Regions from separate parts of the Mus musculus genome. Here all the other regions are linked to region 2. A link is a contact called in public capture Hi-C and promoter capture Hi-C data. All regions are on one chromosome and are shown on one strand. Each heading gives the region's core, a stretch centred on a gene start, on an enhancer-like site or on the middle of the called end of the contact. The rest is flanking DNA. Distances are from core to core; before and after follow the strand shown. Region 1 holds the start of Mfn1 (mitofusin 1). Region 2 holds the start of Cldn11 (claudin 11). Region 3 holds the start of Kcnmb3 (potassium large conductance calcium-activated channel, subfamily M, beta member 3). Region 4 holds the start of Gnb4 (guanine nucleotide binding protein (G protein), beta 4). Region 5 has its middle 14 kb from the start of Actl6a.

What was found. Promoter capture Hi-C pulls out the DNA fragments that hold promoters and counts their contacts. Capture Hi-C pulls out chosen DNA fragments and counts their contacts.
Region 1: a contact with region 2 is called in a promoter capture Hi-C map of hippocampal neurons, with 3 times the contacts expected there. The contact joins the promoter of Mfn1 here to the promoter of Cldn11 in region 2. A contact is called at or near these places in 2 of 39 promoter capture datasets (embryonic stem cells and hippocampal neurons) and 2 of 484 Hi-C or Micro-C datasets (B cells and CD4 T cells).
Region 3: a capture Hi-C map of embryonic stem cells shows a contact between it and region 2, with 5 times the contacts expected there. The contact joins the promoter of Kcnmb3 here to the promoter of Cldn11 in region 2. A contact is called at or near these places in 3 of 39 promoter capture datasets (the 3T3-L1 cell line, liver and pre-B cells), 1 of 15 datasets of contacts at CTCF or cohesin (pro-B cells), 10 of 484 Hi-C or Micro-C datasets (B cells, CD4 T cells, CD8 T cells and 6 more), 1 of 115 datasets of contacts at active chromatin or transcription factors (astrocytes) and 1 of 9 other capture datasets (embryonic stem cells).
Region 4: a contact with region 2 is called in a promoter capture Hi-C map of hippocampal neurons, with 5 times the contacts expected there. The contact joins the promoter of Gnb4 here to the promoter of Cldn11 in region 2. A contact is called at or near these places in 3 of 39 promoter capture datasets (the 3T3-L1 cell line, hippocampal neurons and pre-B cells) and 1 of 115 datasets of contacts at active chromatin or transcription factors (astrocytes).
Region 5: a promoter capture Hi-C map of pre-B cells shows a contact between it and region 2, with 10 times the contacts expected there. The contact joins the enhancer-like site here to the promoter of Cldn11 in region 2. A contact is called at or near these places in 1 of 39 promoter capture datasets (pre-B cells), 7 of 484 Hi-C or Micro-C datasets (B cells, CD4 T cells, CD8 T cells and 3 more), 1 of 115 datasets of contacts at active chromatin or transcription factors (astrocytes) and 1 of 9 other capture datasets (liver).

The regions. Positions count from the first base shown.
Region 1 is chr3:32,527,881-32,532,830 of GRCm38.p6, forward strand. It overlaps Mfn1 (mitofusin 1), which reads left to right and starts at 1,602. Exons shown (of 18, transcript NM_024200.4): 1 at 1,602-1,815; 2 at 4,018-4,136. The coding sequence starts at 4,025.
Region 2 is chr3:31,146,620-31,151,752 of GRCm38.p6, forward strand. It overlaps Cldn11 (claudin 11), which reads left to right and starts at 3,301. Exons shown (of 3, transcript NM_008770.3): 1 at 3,301-3,756. The coding sequence starts at 3,531.
Region 3 is chr3:32,490,056-32,494,463 of GRCm38.p6, forward strand. It overlaps Kcnmb3 (potassium large conductance calcium-activated channel, subfamily M, beta member 3), which reads right to left and starts at 1,914. Exons shown (of 4, transcript NM_001195074.1): 1 at 1,853-1,914. The coding sequence starts at 1,914.
Region 4 is chr3:32,613,255-32,618,017 of GRCm38.p6, forward strand. Gnb4 (guanine nucleotide binding protein (G protein), beta 4) reads right to left here and starts at 3,336. Exons shown (of 10, transcript NM_013531.5): 1 at 3,185-3,336. It overlaps Gm52622 (a long non-coding RNA gene), which reads left to right and starts at 3,357. Exons shown (of 2, transcript XR_003954599.1): 1 at 3,357-4,023; 2 at 4,149-4,763.
Region 5 is chr3:32,692,550-32,697,018 of GRCm38.p6, forward strand. No RefSeq gene overlaps it. Among named protein-coding and RNA genes, the nearest start is that of Actl6a, 14 kb to the right of the region's middle. Within about 2 kb of position 2,657, at least 18 of the 459 cell types and tissues checked have an H3K27ac peak or open chromatin away from gene starts, as enhancers often do. A contact at or near this core is called in pre-B cells, where this site is marked.

The sequences.
Region 1 (4,950 bases), core at 352-2,851, 1.4 Mb after region 2:
AGAACTTTACTGCTTGAGCCTTCTCCCCAGTCTCTTAAGTACTGATCCTTATTGGCTATATACCCTGGAAATAGGCAGTTCAAGGCCAGCCTGGTCTATGGAGTGAGTTCCAGGGCTACACAGAGAAACCCTGTCTCAAAAAGAAAAAAATCATTTTAAAAAATCTGGCCTGGGAGGCAAAGGCATTGGATCTCTGTGAGTCCAAGGCTAACTTGTTCTACATAGTGAGTTCCAGGACCCAGGACTGTCTATATAAAATGACACTGTCTCCAAAAAACAACCCAAAACAAAAATCTTCAAATTTAGGCAGAGTGAGAGCACAGATCTGAATTCTAGCACTTGGGAGGCTGTGACAGCGGGTTTGTGAGTTCTTTTTGTTGTTGTTTTGTTTTGTTTTGTTTTTTGTTGTTGTTTGTTTGTTTGTTTGTTTTTTTTGGAGACAGGGTTTCTCTGTATAGCTCTGGTTGTCTTGGAACTCACTTTGTAGATCAGGCTGGCCTCAAACTCAGAAATCTGCCTGTCTCTGCCTCTCGAGTGCTGGGATTAAAGGTGTGTGCCACCACGCCCAGCTCATGCTTGTTTTTTTAACTCATCCATTTTAGCACTGTCCTTCCTATGTGTCTTGGACAGTTTTTCTCCAGATATTCCCAGTAACAGTCCTGAAATGACCTGAGAAATGACATCCTTTCAGAAAACACATACCTCTTTGGCTCCACCTTGCTCATTTTTCTTCACTCTATCCTCTTGTCCTGATCTCCCCCCCCCCCCATAATAGCAGTCATAGTCTGAAATGATCTCATTCACTGTATTTATCCAACTTTTTTATCCAACTTTTATTTTTATTTATCCAACTTTTGCAGGTGCCCATCAATGTTTTAAGCACTTTACACCCTAACCCATTTACTTTCCCACAATTCATGAAGTAGGCATTTTTAGTATTTTATAGATGAGGTAGCTGCCATTCATATGGATAAAGGGGCTTCCCTGGCAAAAGCATCTCATTTGCTAACTCTGTAAAGAACCTCTCAGGACACATGCTGTGAAACCTCTCTTGGAAGGTGGAACATGTAGAGTCCTTGGGCTTCACCCTCGATCAATCAATCAATGGTTTAACAAGATTCCCAGGTGATTCCTAACAAAGTTTAAATCATGAACAATTAATTTTCTTGAGTAATACCTCTTACAGTAAGTAGACACACACAGCTCACTCCAGTAACCCCAGAAAACCAATCAAGACCAGAGCAATTGGAAAAGTCAAAGTTTTGACGACCCCCCCCCCCCCCCCCGCATGATAAACATCTATGTGGTTTTGGGGTACTTCTCCCCCTACACCCTCAGATAACCATGGACATCTTTTCACACTTGGCGCCTTTGAGCTTTGAAAACTCTGAAGGGAAAAACCAAGGGGAGGAGTTGGAAGGTGGAACAGAAAACAGCCCAGTGGTTAATAAGAACTCCTGCCCAAAACAAACCTCGCCTTCAGCCCTGAAGGAAAATGGCGCCCGCAATATATGCAGTTCTGGTCTCGAAGCGTCAGCCAATAGGAGATCCGAAGCGCCGGAAGTAGCCGCCCCTAGCCCCTCCTCTGGGCACCTCCCCTCTTTCGGGAGGATGAGACAGCCAGGGGGCTGTGGCGGAGCTGTGGTTGCTGGGTGACAGTGGGGAGCAGGGACGGAGTGAGTGTCCGCTGGCGGGTGGCGACGTCCGGGGTGACCTTCGAGCTCCGGACCGGCGCAGCGCGAGCGCCCTGACGGGCCGGGGCGGCGGGCCGGGCAAGGGCGACGGGCGGCCAGCCTGAGGGAAGGCCCTGTCCAGGTAGGAATCCACCCGGCTGGGCAGGCTCTCGGCCCACGCGGCTTCCTCTCCCCACGCACCTCCTCCGCGCCGTCAGTTCAGGATTCCGGAGGGAGCCACCCTCCTGGTGGCCACGGCGCTTCTTTTCACGCACACCAGCGTTAGCGTGTGCTTGTCTTTGGTGGCTTTTCATAGGAGCTTCCAGGTAGAACGTCTTTTACTTTAAATTCAACATTCCTTTAAGTTTGGGGACTTTGGCTTGAAGCCTTCCTTCATGCCTTCTTTAAGTCTTGACTCCGTAATTGTGACGAAAGCTGCTACCTTCTTGGTGTCTGTACTGCATTAAGACTTGGGCATTCTTTTATTTTCTTCGCTAACTGGGAAACTTAGTTTAGCTAAACTAGTTTCATCTTCACTCGAGGAAAATAAATTAGGGATTACAACCAAGATTTTTGTTACTAGCTTTTACCGATTTTACATTTATTTACATATCTACTCTTCCAGGATTGAAGATTGAGCCCCTCCCAGGTCTCCCATGCTAGGCAAATGCCATTGTATCCCTAAACCGGTTTCTAAACTGAGTGTCACTGAGAGACCCAGGCAAGCCTTGATCTCACTCTGTTGCCTCTTGTAGACTTGAATTTTCAGCTTTTCCTGTGTGACACTCCTGAGTAACTGAATTACAGGTAACATGACAGGAGGCAAATTTCTCTTTTTTTAATGGGAGATCACTCGAGAGTAATCTTTGGTTTCTGACTAACATGGTTTCTGTAAATAAATAAATAATACTAAAAAGTATTTTATCTATTTGGCCAGGTTAATTTTTTGCTATTAGGAAATTGAGGCATGAACTAGCAGGTATCAGACTAAGCATGATTTTAAATGTTTGCTCTGTTTTTAGATTTTTTAATGTGTATGTTTTTCTTCCATATACGGATGCATGTTTCACCACAGTTTCTGCGCAGTGCCCTTGAGGTCAGAATAGGGCATAAGATCCCCTGGAACTGGAGTTACAGGTGGTTGTGAGCTACCAATTTAAGTCCTTCTGAAGAGCAACAAGTGTTTTAAAGCACTGAGACATCTGCCTAGCCCTGGAGGCATGCACATTTCATTTCTTCTTTCTTCTTCTTCTTCTTCTTCTTCTTCTTCTTCTTCTTCTTCTTCTTCTTCTTCTTCTTCTTCTTCTTTTGTTTTTGTTTTTGTTTTTTATTTGTTTGATTTTGAGACAGGGTTTCCCTGTGTGTCCCTGACTGTCCTGGAACTTGCTCTGTAGACCAGGCTGGTCTTGAACTCACAGACATCCAGCTGTCTTTGAGTGCTGGGACTATGCGCCACCACTGCCCTGTTTTCATATGGTTTTTAAAATTATATTTAACTTATATGTGGAAGCGGTAGACTTTCACAGTTGGTGTTTGGAGGCAGAGAACAACTTGCTGGAGTTGGTTCTCTCCTTCAACCACTTGGTTTCTGGAGGATTGAACTTAGTCTCCTCCACCTGAACTGTTTTGAGAGATTTTGAGTTTTTCGTTTTGAACAAGGTTTACCAAGGCTGGCCTGCTTCAGCCTCCTCCTGGCTGGGATCACAGGTGTGTAACACCACACCTTTATCATTCAGCTTTTTTTTTTTTTTTTAAATGTGTACGGGTATTTTGATTGCATATATATGCAACCAAATTTTGGTGTACCATGTGTGTACCTGTGTCTGTGGAGGCCAGAGGAGGACATCAGAACCCCTGGAACTTGAGTCTTAAGACAGTTGTGAACTGCCATGTGGGTGCTGGGAATAGAACTGGGTCCTCTAGAAGAGCAGCCAGTTCTCTTTAACTGCTGAATCACGTCTTCAAGCCCCTCATTGTTAAGTTTAAGTAGAGCTTTGGAGATGAGGAAAGCCCTGCTATGTCGCATTGTCCAGGTAAAACTGGACTTCCTGGTGTGAGTGCACCCCCTGCCTCAGCCTGCCCCAGTAGCTGAGACTCCAGGCATTTGTCATCCACAGGCTAATTATTGCTTTTCTTTTTTTTCTTTTTTTTTTTTTTTCTTTTTTTGGTTTTTCGAGACAGGGTTTCTCTGTATAGCCCTGGCTGTCCTGGAACTCACTCTGTAGACCAGACTGGCCTCGAACTCAGAAATCCGCCTGCCTCTGCCTCCCAAGGGCTGGGATTAAAGGCATGCGCCACCACGCCCGGCTTAATTATTGCTTTTCTAACCTTTTTCTCAACCTAGGTGCATAATGGCAGAAACGGTATCTCCACTGAAGCACTTTGTGCTGGCAAAGAAAGCCATCACTGCAATCTTCGGCCAGTTACTGGAGTTTGTTACTGAGGGCTCACATTTTGTTGAAGGTGGGTACCTCTTAAACTAGTAAGGTTACTGTTGAAAGTGTACGCAGGTGCTTTATTATTTCCACTTCAGTTTTTTATTTTACCCTTTTGAGATCAGACTTGCCTTGAAATGGCTGTGTAGCTTCCAATGGCTTTAAACTCTGTTCCACTTGCCTCTGCATCCACACAGGTATGTGACCTGCTCAGGCTTAGTTGTGGAATTCACATTGTTCTGCATTCTGGGAACTATGCCATAGTGAGTGAAAACAATTTCACAGTTAAGAAAAGAGTAAGGTACTAGTCTGAGTGTTTTACAGTAGTAAAAATTCCTTTACTACTCCTAAGACTAGTTAGTAGGTAAGTGAAAGGCACTGTGAAGGCAAAGCAGCTTGCTCAAGGTCACAGAGCTGGGAAGCCGGCCTCTCCGTATGAAGCCATTACATGTCTCCACCCCAGTTTGTCAGTTCTCACGTGAGATGTAATTGCTTTGTGGGAGGATAAATGTTTACCTTCTGTCTATGTAACTGCTCAAAGGTATTCCCAATTGTCTTACCACAATATATTAATTTGGAGCGAGCCATTGGAATTTCTTTAGCTTTTAAGGATATCTGTCTGTTAAGTTTACAATGAAAAGTGAGGAATTCTCAGAGTATCTCCGGTGACCATGGGGAAGCATTTAATTTCGTCTTTGAAGAAAACATTACCCCTTGCTCCTATAAATCTCTGTCACTAGATTTTGAGCTTCTTAAGTAAGCCTGGAACTTTACGTATCTCCAATTCCAAATGTAACATAATTGAAGTTTCGTTGAGCGAAAAAATTACACAGTTTGTTTCC
Region 2 (5,133 bases), core at 2,051-4,550:
CACTGGAGCGGGGCCTGAGATTGTGTGGGGCTTTCTCATTTACTGCATTATGTGGGAAGTCAGATCATGATCACTGGGGACACTTGTGATGCTGTCACAGCAAGGAATGTGGGAGAATCCCGATGTCAAAAAAAAAAGTCAGAAAAAAGAAAACAAAACCACAAGAGAGCTGGTGGGCTTTACCCAGAACCCAGAGCCCCTGGCCATGGGACTGTGTCCTCAGCCTCTGTGGCCCATGCTCTGTACTTCCGTGGCTGCCTGGGCTCCTTTGAACTGGATAACCTTTTTGCTCCTGGCTAACTTATTCAGCTAGATTGTATCTCTGCTGGCCTCCCTCAGGTGTCATTTTGTGTGTCTGTCATAGAAGATGATAACAATAACTTAATTATTCAGTGTCTTGTCTCTTACATGCACCTTCCATTTGTATGTGATTTATGTTACCTTTGTCTTCACAATACCCCTGGTGGGAAATTCACTCTTCTTGTTTCCAAGTGGAGATCATGAGAGTCACATGGGCAAGGGAACAGATCTAGAAGGAATGTGTTCCCTGGGTGTCTCCTTCCAAGACAAAAAATTTGACAGCTTAGTTAAGTCATTTTATTACTTCGTGCCAAAGTTCTGAAATCTGACTTTACAAATGTGTGTGTGTGTGTGTGTGTGTGTGTGTGTGTGTGTGTGTATGCATGTGCATGCATTCATGAGACCCATGGGTGGGCAAGCCATTACTTAACTCTGATTGAGTGAGCTGTCATGTGGAGAACATTAACTCTAAGAATGTAAGAGTTCTAAGAATATAAGTTTCATAGCTAGTTTTGCAGTGAATTGATGGAGCTCAGGGTTTTATAGTTTATATTGTCCTTAGCACAAAGCTAGTTTTGGATATTAAAGGGAATATCCGTCAACATCCAGATGAGTAGACTTTATGATGAAATACTCCGTAGACTTGATGGTTCCTTCGAAGAGGAGCTATATTTCCATAAAATAGTTTGCATAAGCCCTCACCCTGCGAGAGCAAAAGGAGACTGCAAGAACAAGAATTCTGAGCTTCACATCGTAATCTAGTGTCCAGGTTTCTTGAGGATTTGTTGCAGACATTGCTTTCAGCTCGGTATGTATAGTGACTCAGATACCCATAAAAAGAACTATACGGTAGGCTCCGTGTTCATCCCACTTTACAAATGACAGGGAACCGAGAAACATTACATAAAACCGACGTGAAGGCTCACAGGGAAAGGCACTGCCATCAGCCTGAAGTCCTGCCTGTGGTCCCTGGGACCCACTCGGTGGAAGAACACTGACTTCTGCAGCTGTCCTCTGACCTCTATGCGTGTGCCATGCACACATATGCACACAAAGTAGGTAAATAATGTAGTAAAAGACACACGGAATTCTCAGGGGTCGGATACAAACATACTTATTCTTTTAAAAAGCAATGTGAAATGTTTTGATCCCGTAGGCAGTAGTAGTGGAGCCAGGCCTTGGACTATGCAGGCTGGTCTGGGTAGCTCAAATAGCGACTAACTTGTCAATCAACAGCACCAGGCCTGCGTCAAACACATTGCAGGAGTTATCCCCCATAGGCCACAGTAACAGTAATAAAGTGTTTGCCATTCTCACTCCAAGACCAACCCACCAGTCACATAGGCTGAGCCAGCCCAGTGCAAGGCCAACCCACCAGTCACATAGACTGAGAGACAGCCCACTCCAAGACCAACCCACCAGCCACATAGATATCCCACTAGTCTCCTTGATCAAGGGCAGTCTTGGCTTGAAGAGTTGGTGGCATGTATGACCCCATCCATCATGGGGATAACTGCAGCAAGCTCAACAGGATGATGAGCAAAATGTCCATTTGCTGAAATCTGCCACCATTTTAAATAGAATAAGAGGAGAGGGGGAAGAGGCCCAGGTGACTAGATCAAGCCATACAGTAAGATAAGCAATCCTTTTCTTGACTTAAAATTGCACAAGTCCGAAGCTGTAGCTCAATGGTAGAGCATTGTCTGGCTTGCTCAAGTCCGTGGGTTCATCCCCAGTGCCTCCCTCCGCCCAAGGGCACAGAATGAGCCTTATCTGAATGCGTGTAGAGAAGGGGGCTGCCTGGTAGCCTTTGCTGATAGCTTCTGCTTCCCACTCAATCTGGGCTATCGGTTTTCTCGGTGGAGAACAGAAGCTAACTTATTTACAGTGATCTGGGCAGAATGCCTGGCTTTTAATGTATCACAAATGGAACACCAAGCCCTTTAGGAACATTCAGAAAGTGATAACCAGGATGGATTCTCAGGAAAGGTCAGGGACAGGAATGAGCGGGGCCCACGGAGTCTCCTTCCTAGCTGTGTGAACTTCAGGAGCTTGTCCTTTGGGGGGCTGTTTCTTCTGTGTAGAATTGACAGTTGTCCCCACTGCAAAGTGTGGACAATTCAGTAAGCTGTGGTATAAGAACACATGCACTTATCAAGTATTAATAACAGTGAGTAATCGTCACCATTATTGTGACCAGAGTTAATTCTGCTGGCACCATCTTTATTGTGTTATTTGTTTCTTGCGAAGTGTGTATGTGTGTGTTTATGTGTGGCGGTGTGTGTGGGGTGTGTGTCTGTGTACACACGTGTGCACTAGGAGGATGTCCCGTGTCCTGCTCTATCCCCATCTACCTTATTTCCTCGAGCCACAGAATGGCACTGAACCTGGCTCTAGAATGGCAGCTAGCAAACTCAGAGGTCCTTCCGTATCAGTCTAACAGCACCGGGTTACGGACTTAGTAAGCACCATGGCAGGCTTTGTACTGGGTGCTGGGCATTGGGATTGAGGCTCTCTCGTGTGCCAGCGCAGTAAGGGCCCTCACTTACTAAGCTATCTAAGCCCTCTCCCCGGTCTTTTCTTATGGCAACATCGGAGTGCTGAATGTGTCCCCTCTGTTCCTTAGGGGCATAGGAAAATGTACTAGGTGCCCTTGGAAGTGTCCACAGCAGAGAAGAGGGAGCGGTCGGAGAGTTGGTAGAAGTTTAGGAGGGAGACATAGAGAGAGAGAGAGAGAGACTACTTCTCTAGGAGTGAGACTACGCTTAACAAACCCAACAGGAGCTGGACGCGCCCCCTTCACTCTGCGGGTCCCTATCGGGATGGGATTAATTTAATTCCCAGCGCTGACCGTGTGTCACCAGCCGTGGGGCAGCCTGCTGCCCCTCCTCAGCCCCTGCTCCCTTCTACACCCGCACCGAAGCCTGGCTTGCGATTGGCCGGCTCGTCTCGGGGGCTGTCGCGGATTGGCGCTTGCCAGCCCGGGCCCCGGAGTTTAAAGAGGGGGCGGGGACGCGCTGCCCAGCAGCGCTGCAGTCCCCTCCAGGCGCACCTGTCCCCGCTGCACGCTGTCGCAGCAGTGCTTGCAGCCGCTCTCTCCCCATCTCGAGTAGCCCGGAGCCAGCGGCTCGCGAGGGCCAAGAGGGCAAGCCTAGGGAAGGCTCTGTCCAGGACGACACAGGGGGCACAATCCGTGTGAGTCGAGCTGCGTGGACGTCGCTGCGGCCACCATGGTAGCCACTTGCCTTCAGGTGGTGGGTTTCGTCACGAGCTTCGTGGGTTGGATTGGCATCATCGTCACAACGTCCACCAATGACTGGGTGGTGACCTGCAGCTACACCATCCCCACCTGCCGAAAAATGGACGAACTGGGCTCCAAGGGCCTGTGGGCTGACTGCGTCATGGCCACTGGTCTCTACCACTGCAAACCCCTGGTGGACATCCTCATCCTTCCAGGTAAGGACTCCAAGTTTGCAAGCAGCTTCCAGAGGCAGGTTGGGCTAGAATTGGGGATTTTAGACAGGGCTCTCAGAAGTTTGGAGACTCAGAGACCTCTGGATGATACATTTTTGACATCTCCAATCCAACCCTGTAGGAGAATTAGTCCTAAAGAGCCACCTGTCAGCCTCAGTTTCTTTATCTGAACATGAGATGATAAAGGTAACACTGGTCAATCAATGGCTTTGAGAATTTCATGAATCAAATCATATACACATGGTGGGAAATCATATACACTATTGTTAATTCCCCATGATTTCATCATCCCAGGTACCCAAGCTAATCGACCAAAGAGACACTCCAGTCCTCCCCCCACCCCCACTGTGCCATCTCCAGTGGGCTTCCGATTAGAGCTGTCTATAGGCCCGAGGAGAAGAGAACAAAGGGCAATTTCAAATAGGTGTAGGCTGAGCTGAGCTTCTTAGACTGCATGGCACTCCGGAGTCACCCGGATGAGGTTCCGTTCACATTCGAGGAGTCTCTGGACTGCCCGGATTAGTGAGTCTCAGTTGGTTCTCTCAGTTCAGGGCCTGCTTATCTGACTTGTCACCATCTTTACCTACCGTTTGCCCCTGGGATTCCTGCAGTGACTGTGCTTCCCACCCTCTCTCTGCCAGGGTGACACCCTTCTCCAGTTCTGCTCAGCAGGCTGCTAGCTATTGGGAAGAACAAGTACCCTGCGGGGAGGAAACTCCACCAGGGAGACACACTCAATGCCTAGGGTCACAGAGTGGGGTGGGGTGGGGTGGTCGTGGTGGTGGTGGTGGTGGGGTCGGGAATGTCGGGCAGCCTTGGAAACCCAGGGTGAGGGAGTTTGGGAGGGAGCATCTTTGGGTGTCATGGGAAAGTTTTTGGAAACAGTTTTGAAACCTGTAGCCAGTTGGATGACTTGGGTGGTTGTGAGCACCACTTGTGGATTTCTGCTAGAAATCTGTCACCCCCTTTGGCTTCACTGTCACCTAGGTGAGGTGGCCTAACTCCCTCTGGCCTTGTCTGGGTCATGTATATATTTAAGGGCATAGCCAGGCCCTAAGGTCTCGAGAGGAGCTAAATTTGTGCCTTCTCCCGAGAGCGCATTGGGGTTTTCAGAGACTCTGTACCCCCTTTTAGAGCCTTAGGTGCCCTCTCTTTTACAGACAGGACATTTGGAACTCACCTCCCTCCTCACAGCTCACTCACTGCTGACTCAGCTTTATCCCAGGATGCAGAAGTAGGAAACGAAGCCAGGGCTTTGTTTATGTTAGGTGAGCTCTCTACAGTCTGAGCAATATCTCCCCTCCCACGTTATATTTTAAATTCTCTTTGCATTCTCTCCTGGTCCACACCTTGCCTCTA
Region 3 (4,408 bases), core at 664-3,163, 1.3 Mb after region 2:
GCCCAGTCCTCCCTGCCCAGTCTTCCCTGCAGAGTTCTCCCTGCAGAGGATGACTTTCCAATCAAATCAGAGCACAGCTGAGGCTCCCATGCCACCTTCTCAGGCTGAGGCAAACTGAGTTGCTAACAGCGTGAACAGTCTAGCTCTAGCTCCATAGCTTGCCTGGGTGTGATCCGGACAGAAACCAGCAGCCTTGCCCTTTAACATCTGAACTGAGCAAGAACTCGAGGTAGCTCAGCCACGCGTCACAATTCACCTAATGAGGATCCCCATGCGTTTGTGACGCTGGGCATGCGCATTCAACTACTACCTCCCTGAAGTTTGTTTCAGCTGAAAGGTTTTTGTCATTGCCTGAATCTTTCTGGGTATTTGCTTTTTTAAAAAAAAATACAAAATTGCTTAGCAACTTTTTGTGAAACAGCAAGTGAGGTTGATAAAAAGCCACCACCAAGTGCAGGGTGGGAGCAATAAGAAGCTATCCACCTCTGCATGTCAGGAAGGGAAGTGAGCATAGGGATGCGTTGGGGGCAGACTGGACTGTCTTCCACCTTGCTTGTGTCATGAGGAGCATCTTCACGTTCACTCGCTGGCTTGGTTGCTATTCTGTCTCCTGCCACGAAGCGACTTGCTGTAATTGCCTGCTCATAAAGGCATTAGCTCATAGCTGGGCGAGCCTCTCTACTTTGTGGTCTGACCCTTCTACCAGCCTGGAACCCACGCCCAACCCATCCAATGCCTCTCCTTCATGCCCTAAACCAAATACCCAGTAGAGTAGTTAAAGCTGGAGGTTAATGAGTACCCAGCTCCCAGTTCTGCTTATATTGCTAAGAGCCACCCAAGTTTTCTATAGTGGGAGAGCTTGGCTTCAAGGTGTCCTCTTCCCAAGAATGTACCAGAACATTTCTAATATCATATTTCAAAAGCCTGGTATGGCTCTCCTCTGCCCATTTCTGACTGTCCTGCTGCCCCAACTCTCACACAGGAGTTCAAGGCCCCACTCCTCTGAACTTCAAAATTCTTCTGCTTTGCATACCCTTGGGGAGAAGGGTCCTAAAATAATCTTTTTCACTTCCCACTTACTCAGTATAGTTGGGTGGTTAATACCAGTAATCTCTACACTTGAGAGGTGGAGGCAGAAAGAGCAGTTCAAAGTCAGCATCAGGTACAGAGCATGTTTGCAGTCAGCCCAGGCTATGTGAGATGCTGTCTTAATAATAATAATAATAATAATAATAATAATAATAATAATAAAGCTAGAATGTACATAATATATGCAGGCCTGTCTAGTTTAGAGAGTTCCAGGAAGGCACCACCGTGCTAGAGCACACAAAGACAAGTATCTCTATTTCAAGATAAGATGAGGGGCAAAGACCCAGAGTCATGCAGCTGCCTCGGTGGGGAGCTGGAACCTGAATCTTGGTCTGGACCATTAAGGCTTCACCAACAAGACCAAAGGCTGGTGTCATTTCTTTGTTCTTTCGTACAAGAGATATATTGCTGAGCACTGCTTTCAGTGCTGGGATCCATAGCCCACACCACCTGTGTCACCTGTGTACCCAGGTAGAGAGTGGTCCACACCTGGAATCCCAGCACTGGAGATCAGGAGGCAGGAGGATCATTCTTAACAATATAGAGAACTTGAGGCCAGCCTGGGCTACATGACAGCCTGTCTCAAAACAGCAACCAAAGGTGGGGGTGGGGTAGAGGTGGGTGGTAGGGGTACCTGGGAGGCATTGCAAGCTGGCCTCCTCAAAGCACCTACCAAACTCAGCTTTCAGCATGCCGCATTGTAGCCACACTGGCCTTGATTAGCAGGAGGCACACTGATGGGAGATTCAGGTGGGGAACTTACCTCCCTTGGCGCCTCCGGCCACCCTGTAGCGTGATTTGGACAGGGATGCTGAAGGGCTGCATGAGGCCAGGAGATGTCTGGATCGGATGCTCCCCGCCTGAGTTGTGCCCTTTTAGAGCGCAGGAGGCTTAAGCATCATCGGAAGTGGAGTCCCAGAGGGAGTTGCCAATTCCCTGCCTAGCCACAGACACCAGGACCCCTGCTGCATCCAGAGCTGGCGGGGTCCTCTAGAAGTTTCCTAGAGAGGTGGGAACTCAGGCAGCCTGGCTGCAAAGCAACGTTCAGGTATAGTTGCTCATGGAGTACCTAGGTGGTTCTGTAGCCAACAACACTCCCCCAGCATTGCCTGGCGCCTGTTCCACCTGACACCTGTGTTTCCTCTGAATTCACCAGGTGCATTGTCATAGAGACCAATAGGACTGTGGAAAGTTCTGAGGCCCCAGGGACTCTGTAATTGGGGACAGACATACCCAATACACAACGTGTAAGAAGAGGAAATGTTCTGTCCCAGACACATTCCCTTCTTTTTTCAAAATATTATGTTTGGGTACAGGCTTAATATAGTAGCCTTTTCTGAATAAAATTGTTCTGAATAAAAGAATAGCTTTACAAACCTGTGAGGTGACTCAGTGGGTAAAAGGTCATCTGGCCAAGCCTGGTGACCTGAGCTCCATGCCCAGACACCAGTGAAGGTGGAAGGTGAAAGAGCCAAGTCTACCAAACTGTCCTTCGAATTCCACACAAGCGCACAAACAGGTCATGCACACACACACCTGGCAATCATAATATTAATTCGTTTAATTTTTAAAATTAGATTTACAGCTGGCACAATAGTTTCCACTCAGAAGGCAAAGGCAAGAGGGTCAGAGCTCAGGGAGGTAGCACTAGGTGCTAAAAAAAAAAGCAGGTCGGCTAAGCCATGGAGGCGAACAAGTAAGCCACACTCCGCCAAGGCCCCTTCCTGTGTCCAGGTCCCTGTCCTGTTTGAGTTCCTGCCCTGGCTTCCCTCGGTGATGAACTGTGGTGTCCAAGTGTATACAGTACAAATAAGCCCTTTCTCCCCAGGTTGTTTTGGGTCATGTTGATTTATCACAGTATATTTGTTAGATTTCTGAAGCAGATTAAAGACACAGGAGGCAGCAAATGTCCAGACTGACCTCAACAGAAAATGGATACTACTTCTTTCAAAACATCGAAGGGTGAACCCTCTCCTGTGGGGAAGAGGTGCTCGCAAGGACGGGAGGAACCTACGGACTTTCTATAGGGAGTGTGGCAGTTGGAGAATAGGACAGAAGTGAGGGGCTACGTGTGAACCTTTCGGTTTGCCCTTTCCTAGTTTTGCCTGCTGCGTCCAGACAGGCTACAGGAGACCAGCTGACCCAGTGAAAGCAGCTTGAGCAGGGCCAGCTGTATAACCTCCTATGAATTCTATTCTTACAACTGAAGAATTCTAACTGTATGCATTTCTTTTCTGCTGCCGTGATAAAGCACCATGACCAAGGCAACTTCTACAAGGAAGTGTTTAACTGGGCTTGCAGCTTCAGAGAGTTAGAGTCCATGATAACACAGTGAAGGAACAATTGAGCACTCGCATCTTGAGCCATATCCACCAGGGAGAGAGAGAGAGAGAGAAAGAGCATATCTCATCATTTGTAATGAATTAATTTGTTCATTTAATGTGTATGACTGTTTTGCCTACATGTTTACAGGCATGAATAGTGCCCGCAGAGGCCAGAAAAGAGAATCAGATCCAGAACTAACTGGCATGTCAGATGGTGTGGCTATGGGTAGTGGGAAGTGAACCTTGGTTCTCTTAAACACAGAGCCATTTCTCCAGCCCCTCTCATACTTTTGTCTCAGGCAGCCTTTTTCTCCGGTCTCCTGTTCTTGCAGCTCCACTCTGCCTTGCTCCTCCTCAGTTATTAACTAGTTTGTAGTCAACCTTCCCATCTTTACCATGGTAGCCATGGCTACCGGTGGTGAGTCTGAAATCACCGATGCTTGTCTTCTGTTGGCCTGCAGAGTAGTGTCGCTTCAAAGATAAAGACATTTCTCTTATTCATCCTTCTCAGCTCCTACAGGATGCATGGAGTTTAGGACACAGGAAAAATGATAATTGGCTCCATGGCTGATTTTCTTTCCCAATTAAAATAGAATCCTAGGGATGGTGTTACATCAGATCACCGAGTGACCTGCGTCCTGCAATCTCACGTGTCTGGTGTCATAGCTAGTAAACTGATGTGTAGAGGAGAGGTGACAAGATGTGACGAGAACGAGGCCATGTCACTAAGTCACACATAGACAGGAAGAGGTAGATGCCCTCCCCAGCAACGAGGCAAGTTTACCAAGCTCAGGACTGGAGCTGAAACTAGGTGAGTATAGAGATGATCAGGAGCTGAGACCACAACTCTGCACTCACCCCAAGTGGCACAGGACACCACACTCTTTCCATTTTTCAAGTAAATGTGGGCTTAGGTAGGATGACACAGATACACTTAAGGAAAGGGCCCATAAGAATGCTGGGAGTCCCTGTGCCATGACCAACTGTGGTGACGA
Region 4 (4,763 bases), core at 2,086-4,585, 1.5 Mb after region 2:
CGGGTGCCTGGTGCCCAAGGAAGTCAGAAGGTGTTGGGGTCCTGGTACTGGAGTTACAGACTACCTACCTGTCTTGTATTTATTTATTGTCTTTCCCAGGGCCTGCAGGATGACAACCCAAAGACCCAAGTTTGGCCCCACCCCCACCCCAGGACCAAAGGAGAGAAAAGACTGTCCTGTGACAGCCACAGGTTTGCATCTGCTCACACATGAATGCACACCTGTACAGATGCACACACTCAATAAAAATGTAATACAAGGGCTTTTGCTTTTATGTTTTTTAATGAGCTACCCCAGCTTGCTTTTCTGTTGTTATGCTAAAACACTGACCCAAAGCAACCTGGGGAGGAAAGGATTGATTTGGCTTGCACTTCCAGGTTACAGTCCTCACGGAGGGAGGGCGGGGGCAGGAGCTCAAGCTAGAACTGAAGGGAAAACCACAGAGGGTCACTGGCTCGCTCCCAGGCTCACTTTCAGCTACCTTTCTTACATAGCCCATCAATTGGCAATGGAGAAAATGCCACACAGACATGCCCAAAGACCAATCTGATGGAAGCAATTCTTCAGGTTCCTCTGCCAAGGTTCACATCCAGTTGACAAGCAAGATCAGCCTTTCTCAATGAAGATCAAAATTAGGTGGTAAAGCTTAAAGAGCTTAGATGCTCAGCTGTTACAAGAGCATACTGCTCTTGAAGAAGAAACAAGTGCCTCGCAAAGACCCTTAATGACCCTACCTTCAGAGGGATCTGAAGCCACTGCCTCTTCAGGCACTGGCACTAAGGTGCCCAGAAACACGAGTAATTTAAAATGACTTTAATAAAAACTAGGCAGTGGTGACCACATACCTTTAATCCCAGAACTCTGAAAGCAGGCAGAAGCAGACAGATTTCTGTGGTTTCCAGACCAGCTTGGTCTATAGATGGAGTTCCAGGATAGCTAAAACTACACAGAGAAACCCTGTCTCAAAACGAAACAAACAAAGAGAGAGAGAGAGAGAGAGAGAGAGAGAGAGAGAGAGAGAGAGAGAGAGAGAGAAGAGAAAAAAAAAGAAAGAAAAAAATGAAAGACAGACAGAAAGACATAGGACAGTAACTGAGGTAGAACACCACATTGAGAAAAGTGTGTTTTCAGTAGATACACCACCATATTTACACAACAACGTAAGGGAGCCACAGAACCAGACACAGAAGCTTCAGGGTAAGGGGGTGGTAGTACAGGAAGCAGCTGTGAGAACATCTGGCTTAACACATAAAGGATATCAAAGAATTCCCACGTTATAAAGCAGGTTGTTGTTGGGAGACAGGGGCTTCCTTGTAGCCCAGGTTAGAACCCCTTTCAACAACACCCTCCTGCCTCATCTGCTGGAGCTGAAACTCCACAACACCTGGAGTTGCTTGCTACCCTGCTTCCATCCTCCCAAAGTGGTGGTAGTTGTTTCTCTGGAGCCCATGTCAAAATAGGGGTATTAGTTTGTAGGAGCCACCACCAGTTTAATGCCAATAGAGTAACTGTACCTCAGGAAAAGGGTCACTGACCCCAGGGATGCCAGGAACAGAATGGCTGATGGGTGGCTATACAGAGTAACACCAGTAAATGGCACCAATCACAGCAGAGAAACCAGCACAGGTTTCTGACATGTCAAGGAAATTTTATGTGTACATCAGTGATGGCTGAGGGTCCTTCCCAGGACCTAGGACTAACTGAATGTGTTCTGCAGGAAAAGCATGCACTCTGCGGACAGAGGGATCTTGTCCTGACTCCAACTTGAGTTAACAGTTACAAGGCCACAGTGAGTCATTTAACATCGCCTTGCCTGTGGAAGGTATAATGTGTCCTTTGAGGAGTGACCCAGAGATGACAGAACAGAATAGCTCACTGCCCCTGATGAGAGGACAGAGCTTCAGTAAACAATTCCTTTAATAAATCTGATTAAACTAGCCAGCAAGGCAAAGAAAGGAATAGCCAAACCACCAAACTTAAATAACACACCTGAAAGAAATCAGAGAATTCACTCACTCTCCGACAATATTTGGTGATGGGGAAAAAAAAAAAAAAAAAAAAAAAAGCCCAACTTAGATACCACTCTTAGTTTTGAAATTGTCCCAGGATCTATTTCAGGATCTATTTTTAAGGAGTAAAAACACACGCTGAAATGTTTATTCATAAAAGACCAGCAACTCAGAACTGCTTCCTGTGTATTGCTCATAGGCTTAAGGCATGCAGTTAAGCAAACCACAGCACGAAGAATCAGCGTCATGGTCTAATAACGTGTAGACAAGAGGTCTGGCAATATTTATTAAATGATATTTTTAAAGTTTCTATTTCGGTTTCAAATTCACCAGCAAACCCAAATGCAAAAGCAAAAGACTCCTTAAGTGCTCTTAATCAAAATATTAAAATATACAGTAAACTTTCAGAATCAGCAATGAATGCTGGCAAAGACCAGATATACAGTTTGGTCAGACCCCTGTAAAAGACAACCTCTCTCCCTCTCACATTAGCATGCCAGCCATCACATCCTGATAAGCTGAAATATATAAAAGGTCACCACCGTCCGAGTTCGCGATATTGAAAGGGACTAATAATTACAATTCTGTCTTAAGGCAACTCCCTAGTAGGGCGCGGGTCTACAGCAGGTTATAATACTCACCTTTTTTTGGGGGGGGGGTGGATGGGAAAGGAGTAGAGAAAACAAAATCACCCACCACTGTCAGCCTTCTCTCAACTTTGAAAACGCAGAAAGAGATGCGGGGAGAAGACGAGAAAAAATAACCGCTTTCTCTAGTTCTAAACTTGCAAATATCCAAAATCCGTTATCACCCACCTTAAAAATAACCAAGCTTTGGGGACATAGTATCAGTCCAAAAACAACAACCTGAGGCTCCAGCAGCCCGTGGAGAACTTGGTGGAGATGGCGGGAGGCTGTGTGTGTGTGTGTGTGTGTGTGTGTGTGTGTGTGTGTGTGTGTGTGTGTGTGTTGGGGGGGGGGGCATTCTCTGCAGCTACCGTCCTCTAGACTCCCGGGTGGACGCACCCTCCGGCCGTCCCGGGCCTCGCAGAGCGCAGGGGAGCCCGCGTCCACACGGAGCCCCGCGCCCGGCCGCCCGCGTCCACACGGAGCCCAGCGCCCGCCACCCGCGTCCACACGGAGCCCTGACGCCCGCCGCCTGCGCTCGCCACCTACCTGGAGCCCGGCCGCCACCACCGCGCTACTGCTGGGCGCCCGGCTGCGGGTCGCGAACCGCTAGCTGGCTCCACCACACAAGACGGCGACCACACCCAGAGCCCTGCACGCCGGACGGGGCGGGGACCCGGGCGCGGCGCGCTGGGCGGGGGCGGGGGCGGGGGCGCGCGAGGCCGGGGAGAGGGTCTGGGAACGCGCCGAGAGAGCGGCGCGCGTGGCTCGGGTCGGGGCTGGCGGGAGCGAGCGCGGTCGGGGCGGGGGGCGCTTGCAGGGGCTCGGGGAACCCAGAACGCGCTTGGCCTGGGTGGAGGCTGATTGGCGCATGCAGGGCCAGGGTGCGTGTGTGTTGGGGAGGGGGCTGGCGGGGGCGCGCGCGTGGCCTGGGCCAGGGTGCAGGGGGTGGGCGCTGGCAAGGCGTGCAGCTTCTGCGGCTTTGGGAAGCGGAAAGCGCATCCCCTGCAGTTTCGATTTATCAGTGTGCCCCTGGACGCGCCGTCTAAGCTGAGTGCCTGACTTCTTCACGCCTGGGCCTGGCCTAGGCTGCTCTGCTCTGGCGGGCTGCAGGGTTGAGCCAGGAGAGCCACAGATGCAGTCTGCAATTACTGGGCTCTAAAATCTGAAGTCAATCCAGCCAAGCAGCCGTCGGTGGATGCCCGAGGTTCACTGGGAACACGAAGCTAGTGATACTGCCCTCCTCCCCACCCCCAACACCAGAACGTGCTGTAAACATTCCTGAACAAACCTATGCTCGCACAGAGCCTGCCCTCTTGACTGTCAGCTCTCGGAAGTTACTCTGTGGTCACTGATGACTGGAAGGCCTTCTCCCAGCACCCTGCCAGGTCTCTGCTCTTTAAACACTAGTGCACCTCAGTGCATCTCAAGCGACTTTGTTCGCATTTCTCCGGCGTTTTATACTGAACATGTTATAAACTAAATGTCTCCCTCCAATTTGTTTCTTCTGCAGGGGCATTGCTCCTCTCCCCACCCCCATCTTTCTTCGGAGTTAATTCCACTTTGACAGACGGTTGCTATAGCATTCTCTTTCTGACGTCAAACAATTTAAAGAAACAGAGCTGGGTAAAAGAGGCTTGCAGAGCTGTAGAAGGGTTTAAAGAATATCAGGAGAGCTTGGCACCCCCGCGGCCTTCCATTCTTCCTTATCAGCTGCTCCATATCAACCTGGAATAAAAGCCACTCATACCTACCGGCAAGGAGGCCAAACAGCAGTCTGAATGTGACTGGGGAGAAGATCTGCTCTGTGTAAAAGCCACCCCACCACAGATGTGAAAACACCAAGATACCAGGATGATGAAGTGGTTTCTCCCCAAAGTTTTGCTTTCCCTAATTAAATACTAGAAGAAAATGAAGAAGTACCAGACTTACACGTCAAAGAGTCAGGATGGTAGGTTGCAGCCGGAGTGGTCTAATTTTTGATGGCATCTTTCAGTAATAAGTCCTAAACTAGAAGGTTGGAGACAAGGGGAAGCCGGTACTTAGGGAGGACATGCATTTCTAAGGCTCCCTGCCTCAGCCTGCCTCTGTCATTTATCCCCATTTCACAGACTAGCAAACTGAGGCC
Region 5 (4,469 bases), core at 1,407-3,906, 1.5 Mb after region 2:
AATCAGAAGTAAACTCACTCTTGCCTGTCTGCTACACTTGGAAGGAGTACAAAGACACAGTCTAAGAATAACAGCAGTGTGGAAGTGTAAGCTGAATTTCCTTTCCCAACAGGTCTTCAGCCATGGGCTTTCATCACAGCAATAGAAACCCTAACTAAGACACACGTCTTGTTTTCTTGGAGTTATCTCACAAGCCCTCAGAATTTTCCTCATATGATTATATTCTTGATGGTGTTTTGATAGCTGAGAATATATTGTACAAATTAAAAAGAAAGAAAGAAAACTGTTCTCTGGAACCAGTTAATGCCAAGCACGCTAGTAGCAGCTTTACTTACCCACCAGCCACCAGTGTGTACCTTATTAGTTTAAAATCTACTGTAAAGACACAACAGCTTTCATTACTGATTCTTTCTCCCCCCCCACCCCCCCTTTCCTTATTGAGACAAGATCTCAGGTAGCACAGGTTGGTCTCAATCACTAAGATAGCAGGGGATAGTCTTAAACTCCTTCATCTCCACCTGTGCTGGGGTTACAGGTGTGTGACACCACCAAAGTGTTACACGTGATCCCAAGCCCCCATTTTCTGACCCAGGAGTCAATATTTAGTATGACCAATGCCTGGGTAAGTTGTGTCATACTTTTCTGGTTTATTAGATCAGCCACATTTTGCAAACATTTTCCTTTCATCAAAACCCTTTCTTTCCTTTCTCTTGTCCTCGAACAGAAGTCTGTGTGGTCATGTGTTCTCCAGGTAATTTGAATGATCTGCACCCAGGACAAGTTTTGAGTTTCGTTTCCTAAAGCTTCATTTGAATTCTGCATTGTAAATACATTTTATTTTATTTTAAATGGTTGTGTGCTGCTGGTGCTGAGAACAAGTCCAGCCCATGTCAATAGCAATGTGTGCTCTTAAACACTGAGCAAGCTCTCCAGTCCTTAGCCCAGCATGGCAACCTGTGAGCATAAGCTTTTGTTTCAACATTAAATTCCTTTGCATTTCCTTACTCTGCTAACTACTAAATTCCGTTTCTCCATACATCCCTCTCTTCTCATCTTTGAGGAAAAAAGAATCTTCAAGAAGCTACACCATGTAAGCCAGGGGGATGATGAACACCTTTGATCCTAACTCTTAGGAGATGAAAGCAATATGACTAGAAGTCAAAACTATGTTCAACTACATAGCAACTCTGAGGCCAGCCTGGGCTATGTGAAATTGTGTCATATAGACATGCACACACAGCCTCCCACCCAGATACACACACCATACACCATATACATACACACCACACACCATACACACACACACATATCTCAAAGCAAGCAAAAAACCAAGACCAAAGCAAAACAATACTCCCCCCCCACACACACACACACAAACACACAACACAAGCATACAAAGAGGATATGATGTATGTGTGGCAATGGCTTACAGAACCCTCCCCCTTGGCCACCCATTGAGTCCTAGGATACAGTCTGATCACATGGAACTAGGAATCAGAAGCAAGAGCTCAACCAATAGCAGCAGCGTGGGGAGCAGGGGATGAAAGTGGGCAGTGGAGGCAGAGCCAAAACAACTTGTGTTGCCAGTGAGGTGACCCGTAGCTCTTGAGGGAATCTTGTGACACTGTGACCACAAACAGGGCTCAAGCCAGAGGCCATTGCAGCTTCTGGCTTAATCAACATGTGAATGGACTTTGGTAGAACTCTGGAGGAGGTCAAGTGTGGCTTGCACTTTCTTCTCTCTGGGTGACCCATAAGCTGTTGGGACCGGGTTCCATCGCTGGTGGCTGATTCTCCTTTCTATTGTTGCACAAGATGAGTCTTGCCCAAAGAGCTCACAGCTTTGTGAGAGCAAGACAATGGACCTTCTTGTCTCAGTCCCTGCCTCCTCCCAGGTCCCAAGAGACACCAGCCTGCACTAATAGCCGTTAGGGTTATCGCGTTTATGAGGCAAGAGTTGTACAGCATAAAAGACCAAGGCTGGCATGTGAAACATATTCAGACAAGGAAACAGTGATATTTGTGTTGAGTTTGGACAGAAGGATTTGAAGTATGAATTGAATACTTGTATTGGATGATGTATTTTAACAGCTCCTGTGTGTGTGTGTGTGTGTGTGTGTGTGTGTGTATAAAGTTACAGCACTCCCTCTCCCTCTCCCTCTCCCTCTCCCTCTCCCTCTCTCTCTCCCTCTCCCTCTCTCTCTCCCTCTCCCCCTCTCTCTCTCTCTCTCCCTCTCTTGCTGGTGCTGGTATGCAAATATTGGTAATAGCTATGTAGCACCCTAAAATAACTTAACAATGTGTTAGAGAAGATGAAATGGGTGCAGAAATAAGTAGAATTTTAGAGGTATTTCAAGTGCTGCTTGAGTTCTTAAGAGAGAGTCATTCTATCCGTTTGGAGGATTACAGGACCAGGTAAGGCATGGGCTGTTTTCAGAGAAGCAGATTTGACTTAGATGTACAGGCGGGCAGGCATCGGGAATGCTGAGAGGACATAGTGCTGGGAGTAAAGCCACCACAGGAAGGCTTGGGGAGTGGCCAGGGGCCACTTTGGGTGACCCGGAGTCTATCTGAGAAGAGCTGGAGAGATGACACCACAATAAAGAGTGCGTACTGCTCTTGCGGAGGATTCACTTCCCAGCACCCGTGTGAGGCAGCTCGTAACCACCTATGATTCAAGCACCCTCTTCTGACCTCTGAGGGTTCCTGCACTCACATGAACTTACCCCTCACATATGCGGAATTAAAGTAAAATAAATACAACTTTAAAGAGTTACTGTGAGAGGCCAGGACACATGGGTGATGATATCACCTGAATTGATCTCATATGTTCAAGTCATAATCCTAGTACCTCAAGTGAGGCTACATGTGGAGATAATGTTTTAACAGATGTTACGACGTGGTCTTCAGAGTGGGTCCTAATCCAATATTGTAGAAGAGGAAGTTTGGGCACAGACATGCAAAAACATAGAGGAAAGACTTCATGGTGACATCGGGACAAGCAGCCAATGACAATTTGAGAGAAATGCAGCAGTCAACAGCTTGATCTCACGGTGCCAGTGACTTATTTGGTGTTTCTATTGCTGGGATAAAGGATAAAATATGTACATTATGGTGGTTTGAATGAGAATGGCTCCCAAAGGCTCATAGACTGAATGTTTGGTTGCCAGATAGTGAAACTGAGTAGGGTTAGGAGATGTGACCTTATTGAAGATGGTGTGGCCCCATTGGAGTAGGTGTGGCCTTTTGGAATGGGTGTGGCCTTTTGGAGGCGATGTGCCACTGGGCTTTAAGATTTCAAAAACCTATTCCAGGTTTAGTGTCTCTTTCCCTCTGCCTGATGCCTGTGGATTAGTATGTAAAGCTCTCAGCTGTTGCTTCGACACCATGCTTGTCCGCTCCCCAACAGAATGATAAAGAACTAATCCTCCAAAACTGTAAGCAGGCCCCCAATTAAATGCTTTTCTTTATACAATTTACAATTGTAGTTCATCACTGAGGGAAGGCAGGCTAGGAACTCAAGCAGGGAAGGAATCTTGAGGCAGGAATTGAAACAGAGACCATGGAGAAATGCTGATTGCTGGCTTGTCCCCCATGACTTGCTTAGCCTGCTTTCTTAAAAACCACTTATGACCACTTGAGGTGTGGCACCACCCACAGTGGGCCAGGCCCCTTCTACATTAATTATTGAGAAAATGTCGCTGGGCAGTGGTGGTGAATGCCTTTAATCCTAGCATTTACGAGGCAGAGGCAGGTGGGTTTCTAAGTTGGAGGCCAGCCTGGTCTACAGAGTGAGTTCCAGGACGGCTCGGGCTATACAGAGAAACCCTGTCTCGAACGTTCATCCCCCCCTCCCAAAAAAAAGAAAGTATTCCCATGGGTACACCTACAGGCCAATCTGATGGTAACATTTTTCTAAACCGTGGTTCCCTCTTCTTGATAACTCTACCTTGTGTCAAGAAGAAAACAAACAAACAAACAACAACAACAACAACAACAGATAACCACAATTAGTTAGGACAGGGCCCAGACTGATGAATCTTTTCATCTTGAACTTCCCCATCTGTGGCCCTTTAAGGTACTCTCAGGAGCCTAAGCCAGGTACGTTAGAGCTGTTCCCCGGGGTCTTGGATTCCATGAAAAGGAGTTTAGGCTAGACCCTGGGCAGGATTTGGTGGTGCTCTGGGCTGTGGAACAGCTCCATGACAATGTTGCCACTGATTCACATTAGTGGTACATCAGGGTGGCCCAAGGAGTTACTTTGCAGCATCCACTAATTACATATCGACCCTGCTCCCTACATGGTTATCGTGTCCTGTGTCCCAGGAGCTGCAGCAAATGAGCAAAGGTTTTGGTGTTTTGTTTTTGTGGTGAGAGCGCATAGACACAAACATTCATGTTATCTCACACATGGTTTTCAGTGCTGGTGTTGTCTTTTGAGGACCCCACTGTCTCCACTGCAGAATTGG